Regions from separate parts of the Zea mays genome. Here region 2 is linked to region 1. The links are chromatin contacts, called in public Hi-C maps. All regions are on one chromosome and are shown on one strand. The core of a region is the stretch at or near the end of the contact, and the rest is flanking DNA. Distances in the headings are between cores, read along the strand shown.

The links. Hi-C and Micro-C count contacts between places; a contact is called where the count stands out from the background.
Region 2: a contact with region 1 is called in a Hi-C map of leaf, with 6 times the contacts expected there. The contact joins the promoter of LOC103650436 here to the promoter of LOC100384174 in region 1. A contact is called at or near these places in 3 of 25 Hi-C or Micro-C datasets (ear, leaf and tassel).

What each region holds. Positions count from the first base shown.
Region 1 is chr3:99,378,476-99,385,230 of Zm-B73-REFERENCE-NAM-5.0, forward strand. It overlaps LOC100384174, which reads right to left and starts at 2,379. Exons shown (of 6, transcript NM_001176751.1): 1 at 2,184-2,379; 2 at 961-1,106; 3 at 751-870; 4 at 466-633. The coding sequence starts at 2,286.
Region 2 is chr3:99,945,599-99,952,353 of Zm-B73-REFERENCE-NAM-5.0, forward strand. LOC103650436 (stromal 70 kDa heat shock-related protein, chloroplastic-like) reads left to right here and starts at 3,738. Exons shown (of 8, transcript NM_001367263.1): 1 at 3,738-4,428; 2 at 5,336-5,588; 3 at 6,076-6,155. The coding sequence starts at 3,880.

The DNA.
Region 1 (6,755 bases), core at 1,129-3,628:
ATTGATACAGCTAGAATGTTTATGAGAACTGAGAGTGGAGGTTAGCAAAGCCTTGGATTGAGGGAGAGATCGGGGGATCGACGAGAACGGCTATTGTCACCCATGGCCAAGGAAGCCACGTAGTTCCCTCCGATAGGAAGCAACTCATCACAAATAGAGGGGATAAGCCCCTTAATCTCTCTAACAACCTTATCTAGCAACTGACATTTATCTAATCACATCTGTGCCGGTATTGCTGTCCCAAAAAAGCATTGATAGCATATTCACCCAGCCATAAATGTCAAGATGTCATTAACTGGTTGAAAAACTTATGCCACAAGAAGCTGATTGGGAAACTTGAACAACTTACACACTAAAATAATGAGTCGATCCACACTAAGTCTAGAAGAAAATAGTAATCATATAAATAAGATCGTGGAAACATAAAAATAAGCAGCTTAATTAAATGTTCTGTACTCGACTTACATCATCAACTCCTGGAGACTTTGGAGGTGCAAATTTTGAGTGGTAAGTCCTACCACTGGCTGAGTGGATCCAACGACCAGTAATCCGTTCTTCCAATACAGCATCATCAATTGCAAAGTTCAGGACTTTGTCAACATTGGCACCTTGCTTTGCCAACATCTCATCAAGCTGTACAGGATGTTCAAAAAAACAGCAACGGCAAATTATACTAAATCAAATACAGAATCTATAACAATATGATATAGGAATGTTTGTTCATGCTGATGCATCGAGCAAGTATCTGACCTTCTGTGCTTGAGTCACAGTTCTAGGAAAGCCATCAAGAATGAAACCTTTCTGGCATGAGGGTTTCTTCATAGCTTCATCAATAATGCCCACAACCAAATCATCTGAAACAAGCTCTCCCTAAAAGAGGAAGGCAGCACGGAATGGAGTTACAAGAAGCTTTTTATTCTGGTTAGCATTTTACTATATGTTTTGGTCTGCTAATACTACCTTATTCATAGCTTCTTTAGCTTTGATACCTAGAGGTGTCTTGGCCGCCACAGCAGCCCTCAGCATGTCACCAGTGGCTAAATGGCACAAGCAATATTCATCCTTGATAATAGGAGACTGAGTTCCCTTTCCAGAGCCAGGTGGACCTACAAGATTTGTAGAAGAGGTGTCAAATTCTCCAAAATCGAGAGCACTATATAATAGAAATAAAAATAAAAAAGTCATGAATGAGGAAAGAAAAGATTATAAAAGTGTTATGTTTATTACTCTCCACAAAAAGCACCATGACCTTATATCTCCCTTCACAGTACTGCCCTCTTTCATCCTGACTACCAGTACCACAAAACATATCGAACCAAATAGCATAACAACAAACAAGGCCATAATGAAAAGCAAGAAACCATATAGCAGACAGCAGTTGTTTCAATTTACTTGTCTTGAACGACACAGTTTAGTACCATTTTGTTAATGCAGATCAGTTTTTTGCGGTGTAAATGCAGCAATCATTAGCAGCAAAAACTAAAAACAAATTGCATAAGGGAGTTCACCTCAGTATTGCAGAAATATGGACGACAATACATACTCGGAACCAATGAAAAGTCAAAAAAAAAAGTGGCATGGCAGAGTATCATCGTTACTTGCCTACACGATGGGACGCCCCCGTCTTAATGTCATGAAGAGAAGGCTTCCACATCAGGTCAAGCTGACTAAGATTATCTGACTTCTAATTTTGATAATCCTTAAAGAATTATAAATTTATGATAAGAACACCAAAACCGAACAGCACAGGGCTACTCGACTAGCGCATGATTAATTTATCTTGGTATTCAACTAGTGAATCGTTCCGTACGTTAGAAATCTGTAGACAATCCACTCTGAGAACAAAGCCATATTTCTTGGCCACAAATGCAGGATGAGAAATAGGGAATAGCCAAGATTTCAAGGGAAAGGTGAAGGGCATGTTTGGTTCGCTGCCTAACTTGCCACAATTTGCCTAACTTATGTGCCTAAGGTTAGTTCTTCAATTCGAACGACTAACCTTAGGCAAAGTGTGGCATAGTTAGCCACAAACCAAACAGGCCCGAAAACTTTCGGCGGATCCAGAGCACCAACGGCGGCAAGCAGCGATTTCTCCGTCCCCGCGGCACCAGGAACCGAGACAGGGATCCACCGAACGCCAGCAACGAGGAGGAAGAAGGGGCAAGGGGAGGGGTCTCCTTTACCGATGAGGATGAGGCGCTTGTCGGGCTTGGAGCTGCACTTCATGCGGCGGAGCAGCTCGTGCATCAGATCCAGTGACGGCACGTCCTCCAGATTCGCCGCCATCTCCACCGCGGCCGTGGAAGAGCTCCACTCGAGGCTTGCAGGTGCGCAGCAGGTGGGTTCCGGCCTTCCGGGTATTCTCGATCGGCTGGGTCAGGTGACGGGTCGGGGGGTTGTTGGGCCTTTTCGTCACTGTGCTGGGGTTGGTACCGATGGAAAAACGCTCACGCACGCAAGTACGCAACGGGATTTGGATTTTGGCGAAACTGAAAAATGAAGTTTGGTTTGGACGTTTCGAACGGGAAAGGCGCGACCTTAGTGTAAAGTTAGACATGCTCAAATGTCAGATCGAGTTCAAATTGAGTCAGGTCGGGTCATAAGTTATCAGGCTATCCTCAGTCACATACCTGAAGACAATTCTAAACCTATAGGGTGAATATATAATAAAATAAAAATATGTTGCATCGATGCACTGAAAAACTAGCTTGCAGATAGATGAGAGAATCTCAAATACTGAATATGAATCCATAGCAGTGTGACACTGTGACCTAGACAGGACCGTAGAAGACGGTTGGGTATGGATAGGAGAGGTGAAAATAAATAATACTCCCTCCCTATGTCCTAAATTAAAATTTATTTTAGATTATTAGTGGGTTTATAAAATAATTGATGTATGTGTTTTACATGTGTATAGGTTAATCTTTATCTATTTCAATATAGACATAAACATAAAGACCTAAAATGACTATTATTTTGAAATGGAGGGAGTAGAATATATGGTAGTTGGTATAGGATAGAGATTTAGGTGAATGTGACGTAGAGAATTGTGTGATGGGGTATAGAATTTCGCTGACTATGATAGAATATTTTTTAGTGGTATAAATTTTGGGTTACATGAGTGCGGACAGACTTAGGCACGACTCGCGACTGACTTGTACATGATATCGAGTCCGATCGAATTGACATGTGCCTCCCCGTTAGACATATTGGGTCAGGTTTTTTCGAGTTGGTTCAGATTGGCTAGTGCCTAGCCTGTGGATTATTGTGTCGAAAACTATGGTGTATGTCCATTGCATTGGGCGGGTCATGTCGGATGGTCCATGCTCAGATCTAGTGTTGTCGGGGAAATGATCCTGGTCCCTGGGACCCGCTGGTCAGTGAGGGTGCTATGGGAAGAGCCCCTGATCGCTGGGCCCGTTAGTCAGTTGTAAGAGATAGGTGCGCAAACCCTAGAAGGACTCGCCCCCGGTCGAACCACGTGACCCCGAGCCTGGGGGCAGGCGTGGCGGAGCCTGACGAGGGAGGACAGACGAGTCGGAAGGGAACCACTCGAGTGGATCTCGCGCTCGGCCCCGGACTGACCCGCCATAAATGACTAGTCGCATTAACCATGCCTGGCACCGAGCCACAGCGTGACACCGGTCCGCTTCTCACTCATGACCTACGGACCCCCTCAGTCGCATAGCACTCATGACCTACGAGCCCCGGGACTGTGGCACATTAATGGCTCGTGTGCCCTCGGACTACAGCGCACTTATGGCCTATCGAACTAGGCCTGAGTGTGCAGACCTACCGCAGGACACTACACGACGACTACATCGAGCCCCAGGCAACAGAAGCCTGGGTCGGCGTAGCCGGAATGATGGTGCATGGGACCATCGTCGCCCCGCGATAAATACGCGGTAGCCAGGCAGCCCCGGACCACACGAGTACGCGTGGACTCACCCGAGGTAAAACACTGGTTTTACCCCTTGCCTTATGGCTCCTTCCCAGGGAAGCCACATGTGGCTGACTCTTGCCCTAACCTATAAAAGGGAGAGGCTGACCTCGAGGCAAGGGAGATGGGTGGAGAGATCGATAGACCGATCAACAGACGGAGACGAGCCCATAAGGACGAACTAGGGCAGGAGTGCCGACGAGGACCAGGAGGCCAGAGCCCCGCCAAGCCAAGACTTAGCTATGACTCCACCTCTCAGCTTCTAAGCTCCACTTCCACCCCGATCTAGAGCATCTCCTCCCTCTCTCAACTATTTGTAACCCCTACTGCGAGTTTGATCGTGCCGGTAGCGCAAGCCACCAATGACTGAATGTAGAAACGTTCTGCCCGAAACAATATAAATCTTGCGCCCTCCGCGCACACCCTCTAGAGCCTGAAACATGCATAATAAATTTACTTTTCGGAGCGAGATACGAAATACCGACAAGTGTAAATAAGCAGATTAATAAAATGAGAACACATAACAAAATAACAATCTTTTGCTCGAGTTGAGGGTTATTAAAGGAGAGATTTTACTTTAATCGGGGATTAAGAATTTAATGGCAGGTTTGAATCAGCTAGAGGTTTGGTGGGGCTCAAAATGATTCAAATTAGCATATGTTATTTAGCTACATCAAAATGATTAAAATTAACAATACAAAATGATTCAAATTAGTTATTAGTCAACATGTTGATGTATTTAATCTTTGTACTGTGTGATTTAGGTTTAAATTTAATTAGATTTTTTTAATTGGTTTTAAAAAGGGATTTGGAAATAGAAAATAAAATGGGAGGGGAAATCTCCCCTTTCTTATTTTGGCTCGAGGCCTTCCCCACTCCTCTCCCCTGAGTTGTCTCCTCGCTCCTCAGTCTTATTTCCTTGGTTCAAGCCACTAGGTGCCATTTGTTTTCCTCTACCCCTAGAGATGCGAGCCCACCAAGTGCTTTGCTCGCTCTTGCCCTTGGCCCACATACCTCACACGCCTCACGCCTTCATTGCTAAGGCCTCACATGATAGCGCCTCTTGCACATTAGCACATTGTCATCTCGGTCTCACAACTGCGATCGCACACTAGGTGCCCCACATGTTAGTAGTTGTCGTCTCCTACCATAATTTGCGATCAAGCCAGATTCCCCCCTCCTCCCCCTAATGGAAACTTGCCAACCGCCCCAATTCTCCCAAGAGTCAGCGTGTTACCCATGCCTTTCCCGTATAAAAGTAGAGGAGCCCTGCCACCCAGCACTAATGAAGTCATTATACATGTTTGAATCTCACTAGAGTGAGGTCATAGTCGTCGGCACCAAGTTGTCATTTGCTCCCTAGTCGTTGCCTTTTGGGTCATTGTTGTGCTTTGTTGTGAGGTGACAAAGCTCCACCAAGCTCTTTATCTCCGTTTGTCATTTAATGTCGCCAACATTAGTAGGGAACTATAGTTCACCCTAACCAGCCCCACTCTTATCATGCATTCGTCACCTACACCAACCCCCATCGTGAGTTTTGTAGTGTTCCCATGTCTGCCCCATGCGGTTGGTTTGCTTAGCTAAGCTCTTGAGCCCTCGAACAGATAATGCCGATCACTTCCTCGTCAGATTCTAGGGCATCGCTGTCCACCACATGGTCCTAGCTATCACAACCACCGAGGCCCCCAGTCGTCCACTCGTAGATTTATGACACAAATTATAACACATAAATGCATAATAGTGCGGTCCACAACAACACACAACCGGAATCGAGGACATTCTCATCGGCTTAGTCAATTCTTGTCGACCTTTGACGACGAGAATTAAGTAACTCTCGTTGGTTATAAATGAGCCCACAAGAATTAATGAAATTCCCGCCGGTCAGACTGGCAGTTGATAAGAGTTAATTAATTCCCGTGGGGCACCCATCTTGGTCGATAGGAATTAACTAACTCATGTCGGCTGACAGGGTGGTCGATGGGAGTTAACAAAATATAGGGCATTCACCTAGCCCGCACTCGATCATTTCACGTGCCCGTTTAGTTTTCTATTTCCTTTACTATTTTATGTTTTTTAATTCCAAATTTGGTTTTCAAATTAAATGCATAATCAAAGATCTAACATGTTATTGAATTTATTTTTTATACTAATTGTTTATTCATTTGAATAAATAATTCTCAATATATTAGGTGAGTGCTCGTACGTTGTAATGGGAACATATAATAGTACAATAACTTATGTACAAATGTATACTATACTATTATGAGAAAAAAGTTTCATGATTCATTTATGAACCTAGCCATACATAAATTTTGTTATTTTAATCTAGCTATTTCACCACTACATTAAAAACATCAGTACGATACAAACTTACTTCTAGGGGTGGATAACGAGCCAGCTTGACTCGGCTCATCCGAGTTCGAGTTGGCTCGTTAAGCTAACGAGCCAGCTCGACTCAGCTCGTTAAGGTAACGAGCCACAGAGTCAGCTCAGCTCAGCTCGTTTACGAGCTCGAGCTGGCTCGTTTAGCTCGCGAGCCAGAGCAGGAAAAAAATAAAATATACATAATAATTATTTTTTAGTTAATTTTAAACTAATTTAACAATAGAAAATAGTAATTGTACTCATAGTTTCACAAACCACGTCAATATAACACCAAATTAGCACAATTCATCACTCATTAATTCATAATTCATATACATGTTCATCAGTTTAACCCATAATTATATTTGCATAGACCAAATTAACATATAGATATAGTTTATTAATCATTAGTTTAATTCATAGGCCATAGACACCTCACATATATATATAA
Region 2 (6,755 bases), core at 2,488-4,987, 570 kb after region 1:
AGCCCCTTTTCCGAAAAAATTTCATGTTTAGACCCCTGGACGACTTAATTTCGTTTTTGGACCCTTTGCTCGGCGTCGTAGGCCATGGCACCGAGATAACACTGCTTGGTGCCACAGTTTGTGGCGCAGAGGGACGTGACTAGCTGGCTGGTGAGGGCTAACACGATGCTCACATGTCACCTAGCTCGGTGCCATAGATCTTGGCGCCGAGCTGGAAAGTCCTATAAATCGGAGATTTCCTGGCCGAGAGCTACACCCGACCACTTGTTTCCCTCGTTTCCATCTTCATCCATACTACCGAGAGGTGCTCCAATCTTCGTATTCGAGATGGAAAACTTTAATTTGATCCTTATATCTTGAAGACCAAGGTATGGTGTCTCACTGATTCATTTGTTACGTATATTGCATTGTATGGTTTCGGTTAATTAGTTTTGATTGGTGTGCATATTGCTATTAATTATGATTCCTAGGATATATGGTTGATATGATGACTACAGTTTGTTAGATAGTTTGTGAATCATGGGTTTATAAAATCTTTAGGGTTTGGAAACTATGAGTACCATGGTATTGGTAAGTTAAAATCATTTTTGCTATTTCTATATAGTTGTGTTAAGGTATAATTGTTTCTTAGATGAAAGACATGTATCAGGAGTCATTGTGGCAGAATAGAGGTCGTCCTCGGGAGTTATATCCAGATGCATCTTGTAAGGATGCTCATGTTCCTCATGATCTTCATGTGCCTAATTGTGACTATGGCATACCGACTTAAGTATGTCAATCCAAACATCCAGACACGGCTGCTCGCTGCTTATACACTTGTGGCGGTTTTAATGTACATAGCTTATGACTTATGTGTTATTGATGTTTACTAGATGTGTACTAATGCTTCGTTCCATTCCTGTAGGATCACTTGAGGTATTTTTTCCAGTGGATCGATGGTCCTGATAAGTTTGACCATCGATATCTCCTTTTCGCTAATTGGTTGTGCGGAAGGAATACACATGAGCGTTTTAAGTGTTGGGTGCCTCCTCCCCCAAACCCGCCACCAATGATGGATGAGGAGAAGAACTTAGCCACAGAAAGACGACTGGAGTCTCTGCCTTGGTGTGATTGTGGAGATCGTGTTGTGGTATGTGAGGACACCGTGAAGTACTTCGTGTGTCCCAACAGTAATTATGTAAGTGCATAACAAATGTCCAAAATTATGTTAGTTTTTGCACAAATTTACTAATTTATTCTCCTGCAGCCATACAATGGACGTAAGTGTATTTTCAGAGAGTGGTTGTATGGGCTAAGGTCCAACTGGCCTGAGCTAGAGGCAAAGGAGAAGAAAAAAATGAGTGGGGCAGAAGAGTGGAAGTCCAATCCTATACTCTGTAAATGTGGTATTGAAGCTAAGTATGGACTAGTTCGTTTTGAGCTTAGTGTGGGTTATTTTTGTGGATATGGTAGATTACGATGAGGTTGATATTTGTTTTTGATTGCATGAGCTGTACTGTTGTATCCGTCCTTACTTATTGTTTTTGTGTAGGAGATGAGGAAATGCAGCTGGGAGAGATACGCCGAGAAATAAGAGGTGATGCATACAATAAAGTCAAAGTGACTCATGGGATAGAAGATGCGTTGTGGATCTCAGCTTGTTGATTCCTACATTAAAGATCACAGACAGGAGATGCGTAGGTTCGTGGAATCGCTGGGTTATGGCAGCCCGATGCGTGTTGAGCGTAGGAGTTTGAAGGCGGCAAACGAGAAGAGAGCACAAGAGGCAAGGGAAATGGAGGCGACTAGAGCCAAGAAATAGATGTTGGGGAATCTTACTGATCATCTGAGTGCAAGTGAGTGCGAAAAAGGCGTGTTGGTTTTGCTTGTACATTGTATTTATCTTGTCTATGATAACTTATTTGTCTCAATATATTTGCAGAGATTGGATGCGCCAGGAACTATATCGCAGACATCACCATTACCTTCTTCATTCCATCAAAACTAAGATTCCCATAAACATTTTTCTCCACATTTCCTCCATGGTATAATGTTATTAGGACGTTCATCTATTGCAAAAACGAATTCATAACTCAATAACCATTAAATATGGTACCTGACTTACACTATCAACTAATGCCTAACTAATTACTAATCTCATCTACTAATATACTAATTCCTAAATACTTAATAAGTAATAATCAAGTAATAACTACATACTAACTAATAACTATATACTAACTAATAACTAACCACAAAAACGAATTCATAACTCAATAACCATTAAATATGGTACCTGACTTACACTATCAACTAATGCCTAACTAATTACTAATCTCATCTACTAATATACTAATTCCTAAATACTTAATAAGTAATAATCAAGTAATAACTACATACTAACTAATAACTATATACTAACTAATAACTAACCACATCAAACAGAGTAATATAATTAAAGAATACTGTGCGAAAATAGGGTATACCTGAGGTTCCAGTGGAGACAAGCTACCGATGGCGGAGGTGGAGCCTGATGGTCTCGTATCTACAAAAAAACATATTACTCCAAGTAATAAATCCGGCATCACCTTCCCTATACAATGAGGTTTCTGAAACCTGCAGAGAAACGAACAACACGATGGCTGACATGCACACTCTACAATTGAGATAACAACACTATGACAGACATATACAAGAACATTCACTAAATATACTCACAAGTAATAGCTAACTATATACTAACAACTAAATAGCTAGCTAACTACATATACTAACAAGTAAATAGGTAACTAACTATACATTAAACCAAGTGAACATGTGCTAACTAATACTAAATTACTAAATACTAACTAACTACAAACTAAAGAAATATATAGTAACTAAATGCTAACTAAATACTGCAAACTAAAGAAATACTAACTAACTACAAACTAAAGATATACTAAATGCTAACTAAATACTAAAATACTAAACACTAAATACTAACTAACCACTAAACTAAGTAAATACTAACTAATTACTAAACCCTAAACACTAAAGAAATACTAACTAATTACTAAACTACCGATGCAGGAGGTGGCGGTCCGGAGTGGTGTGCTTACCGGCGATGGCGGTGCATGGGAGGCGACGACTGTCCGGCGAGCAGGCCTAGCGGGGCACGGGAGGAGCAGGCCAGGCGGTGGCGGTCCGGCGAGGGAGCACCTCGTTGGCGCGGGCGGCGCGAGGGCGGCACAACGACATTGTGGCGCGGGCGGCAGGCCGGCGTGGAGCGGGGCTCGAGTGACGACGGGGGGAGCAGCGGGCTTGGGCGGCGGCGGGGCTCCATCGGTTCAGTGAGAGAGGTTAGGGAGATAATGGAGAAAGAGAAACTGCCCCGGCGTTTAAATACTAGCTCGACGTCAAGATCTGTGGCGCCGAGATAGCTGCCACGTCGGCTCCACGAAAACATCGCATCAGCCCTCACTAGTCAATGAGTCACGTATCTTAGCGCTATAGACTGTGGCGCTGATCAGTATTATCTCGGCGCTATAGACTACGGCGCCGAGCAAATTAAAAAAAAATTAAGACGTCAGGATCTAAACATGATTATTTTTTTTTGGAAAAATGGCTAAAATGCAAAAGAAATTTGGACTAAGTGCAAACGGCAAACCCCAGTTGTTCAAAACCTCACGCTGTCTCCACGGCCTCCGCCGTCGCGACCCGCAGTGCATGCCAACTTCCTAGCGGCAGGCCCCACACGTCAGCGTCTAGCCAGTATAAACTTTCCTCCCTCCGTCCCTCCTCCTTCCCCGTCTTATCCCCTCGCCCCTCCTCCCCTCCGCCGCTCCCCCCAGTCCCCACCTCACCTCGTCAACCCCCTCCTTGGATAGGGTTAGAGTTCCCCCGGCACGAGCGCGAGCCATGGCCTCCTTCACCTGCTCCCAGGTCGGCGCTGCGGCAGCGGGCGGAGCCTCGCCCTTCCTCGGCTACCGGCGGCGGAGCGGCCCCGGGGGCGCCATTCCGTCGAGCTCCCTCTTCGTGGGCCGGCGGTTGGCGGCGGTGCAGATGCGCGCGCCCTCTCGCGGGGTCCGCGGGGGCTCCGCGCTGCGGGTCACGTGCGAGAAGGTGGTGGGGATCGACCTGGGCACCACCAACTCCGCGGTCGCCGCCATGGAGGGCGGCAAGCCGACCGTCGTCACCAACGCTGAGGGTGCGCGCACGACTCCCTCCGTAGTGGCGTACACCAAGACAGGGGAGCGCCTGGTGGGGCAGATCGCTAAGCGCCAGGCGGTCGTGAACCCCGAGAACACCTTCTTCTCTGTCAAGCGCTTCATCGGCCGCAAGATGTCTGAGGTCGACGACGAGGCCAAGCAGGTCTCGTACGGCGTTGTCAAAGACGACAACGGCAACGTCAAACTCGACTGCCCCGCTATTGGCAAACAGTTTGCTGCCGAGGAGATCTCTGCGCAGGTAACTTGTTATGTTAGATAGGTTTTCTACTCTCAGCTGGTGGATATGCATTTTACTTTTACTGTATTTTTTTCATGGGACGACTTGTACAGAAATTAGAGTTCTGAGGATATGGGTAAATGCTACTCTTGTTGTCATTCAATTGCAGTTTTACTAGAGAATAGCTCCTGGACCTGGCAAATCATTTGTTAAGGTACACCAGATCCAGATGGATGCTTTTTGTAATGCAAGTGGTTACATTGCGTTTGAGGTAAAAGGTGTATTTTGCCACATAAACACTGAGTGAATTTAAAGTAAGTTGTTTTTGTGTTACTAGGCACCCAGTCTGTGTTAGAATATTTGGTAATGCTATACTGTTCTGATTCTTTGGAGAGTTAGTGCCAGTTTTGAATGCATGGATTTTTTCCCCAGAAGGCTGCATATGTAAAATTCTGGGTGCACCAAACTGGGTTTATGTATTTTGATTTCAGCTTGAAAACAAATGGCATTGTGATATGATTTCTATCAACATTGTGGTTTGCTTGAAATTTCTTTGCTTCAGTTACGCAGTTGGTCATTTGTGTTCTTATGTACTTATGACCTGGGGGAGTGAGTTTTTGAATGTATAAGAATATGGCACACTATCATCTGTATAGAACTACTTTTGAGTTGCTACTAGCTACCAGTCCAGTAGATGTGCTATACTTATCATTTTACTTTTGTAGTAAGTTGTACATTGGGAATTAGCTGGAGCCAAGGGCCTCTCCTTCTTCCCAAAGTCCAGGAGAGGCCCTTGGAGTCCAGTAGATGTGCTATTTTAGACCTTATTATCTTCTTCTTAATATATTTAAGGCGCAGTTCCCCTGCGCTTTCGATAAAAAAAAAGTAAGTTGTACATTTGACTTATCTTGGTTTATTATCCGAACAGGTTTTGAGGAAGTTGGTGGATGATGCATCTAAGTTTCTTAATGAGAAAATTACAAAAGCAGTGGTTACAGTACCAGCATACTTCAATGATTCACAAAGGACAGCAACTAAAGATGCTGGCCGCATTGCAGGACTGGAAGTTCTCCGTATTATAAATGAACCAACTGCTGCATCATTGGCCTATGGGTTCGAGAAGAAAAATAATGAAACAATTCTAGTGTTTGATTTGGGAGGTGGTACCTTTGATGTCTCTGGTAAGCAAGTGTTCCACCTAATTCTTTCTTTGTTTATTATTGCTTTACTTCTGAATCATACGGATAATAATCATCTCATATCATTGAGATAAACCTTTTGCTTTCAATTGGTTCAGAACTATGTGCTGAATATTTATTCAGCTGTATGAATTGCTCAACATTTGTTTCATTTTGCCCTGATTGACTTGTGAGGTCTCAAATGGGTTTTCAGTAATATTAGTGCAACTCTTACTCTGTTTTTGCTCAGTTTGAGCTATAACGTGTCAAATGATGTCCCAGGAACATTAGTGGTACTTTATGTTGCTTAACTCTTTGAACCAGGTGTTTTTGTTTTCCTTCGATCATGTGGGATCATGTGGATGAACATGTTCCATTTATATTTTTCTTAATGAGAGTGGCATTCTCTGCCAGTGTCTTACTATCATGTTCTAAATGTTTTTTAAGATGTTTATGCTCACATTATAACTAAAGTAAAGCCGTTCTGCAGTATTGGAAGTTGGAGATGGTGTGTTTGAGGTGCTTTCCACATCAGGTGATACACACCTTGGTGGTGATGACTTTGATAAGGTTTGACAGAATCTTCTGTTCTTTAGTAGGTCGTTACATGGGAACTTGAACTTTCTCGGCACCTGCCATTTTATTGCTTTGTATGTTGTTATAAGTATTACTGTCATACTGTGACATTGTTTCTCTTACCTTTATGTCCTTACTTTTCGGTAAATAATCCCTCAGTAACAAGCGCTATGTAGGTTTCTCTCTATGATTCACAATGTACAAATCTTAGAGTTTATTTATTTCTATTTTTGAATTTGTTTGAATTCCTGATAGATTAAATCGGTAACACGTAAAAAAGTGATACTGGTGTTAGGCAGAGTAGTATTGCCTTGCCTAAAACATAAGAATTTCATCTAGGTGCTTGATGAGATGAACAATGATCATGAGACTCAAGGATGCATGACATGGTATCTCAATTTTTATGTTTTAGCATGTCAAATTTTATGTACTAGGCATTTAATTACTCTGGCCTTTGCTAGACAGGTTTTGACCTCCTGCCTAGTGCCTAGCATTTCCTTTGAAACATTGATCATATGGAATGCCAAAATCTATATAAGTATCTAACTACATACATTATGCAGTTTTAAGGGAGATAACTCTCAAGTATATTGA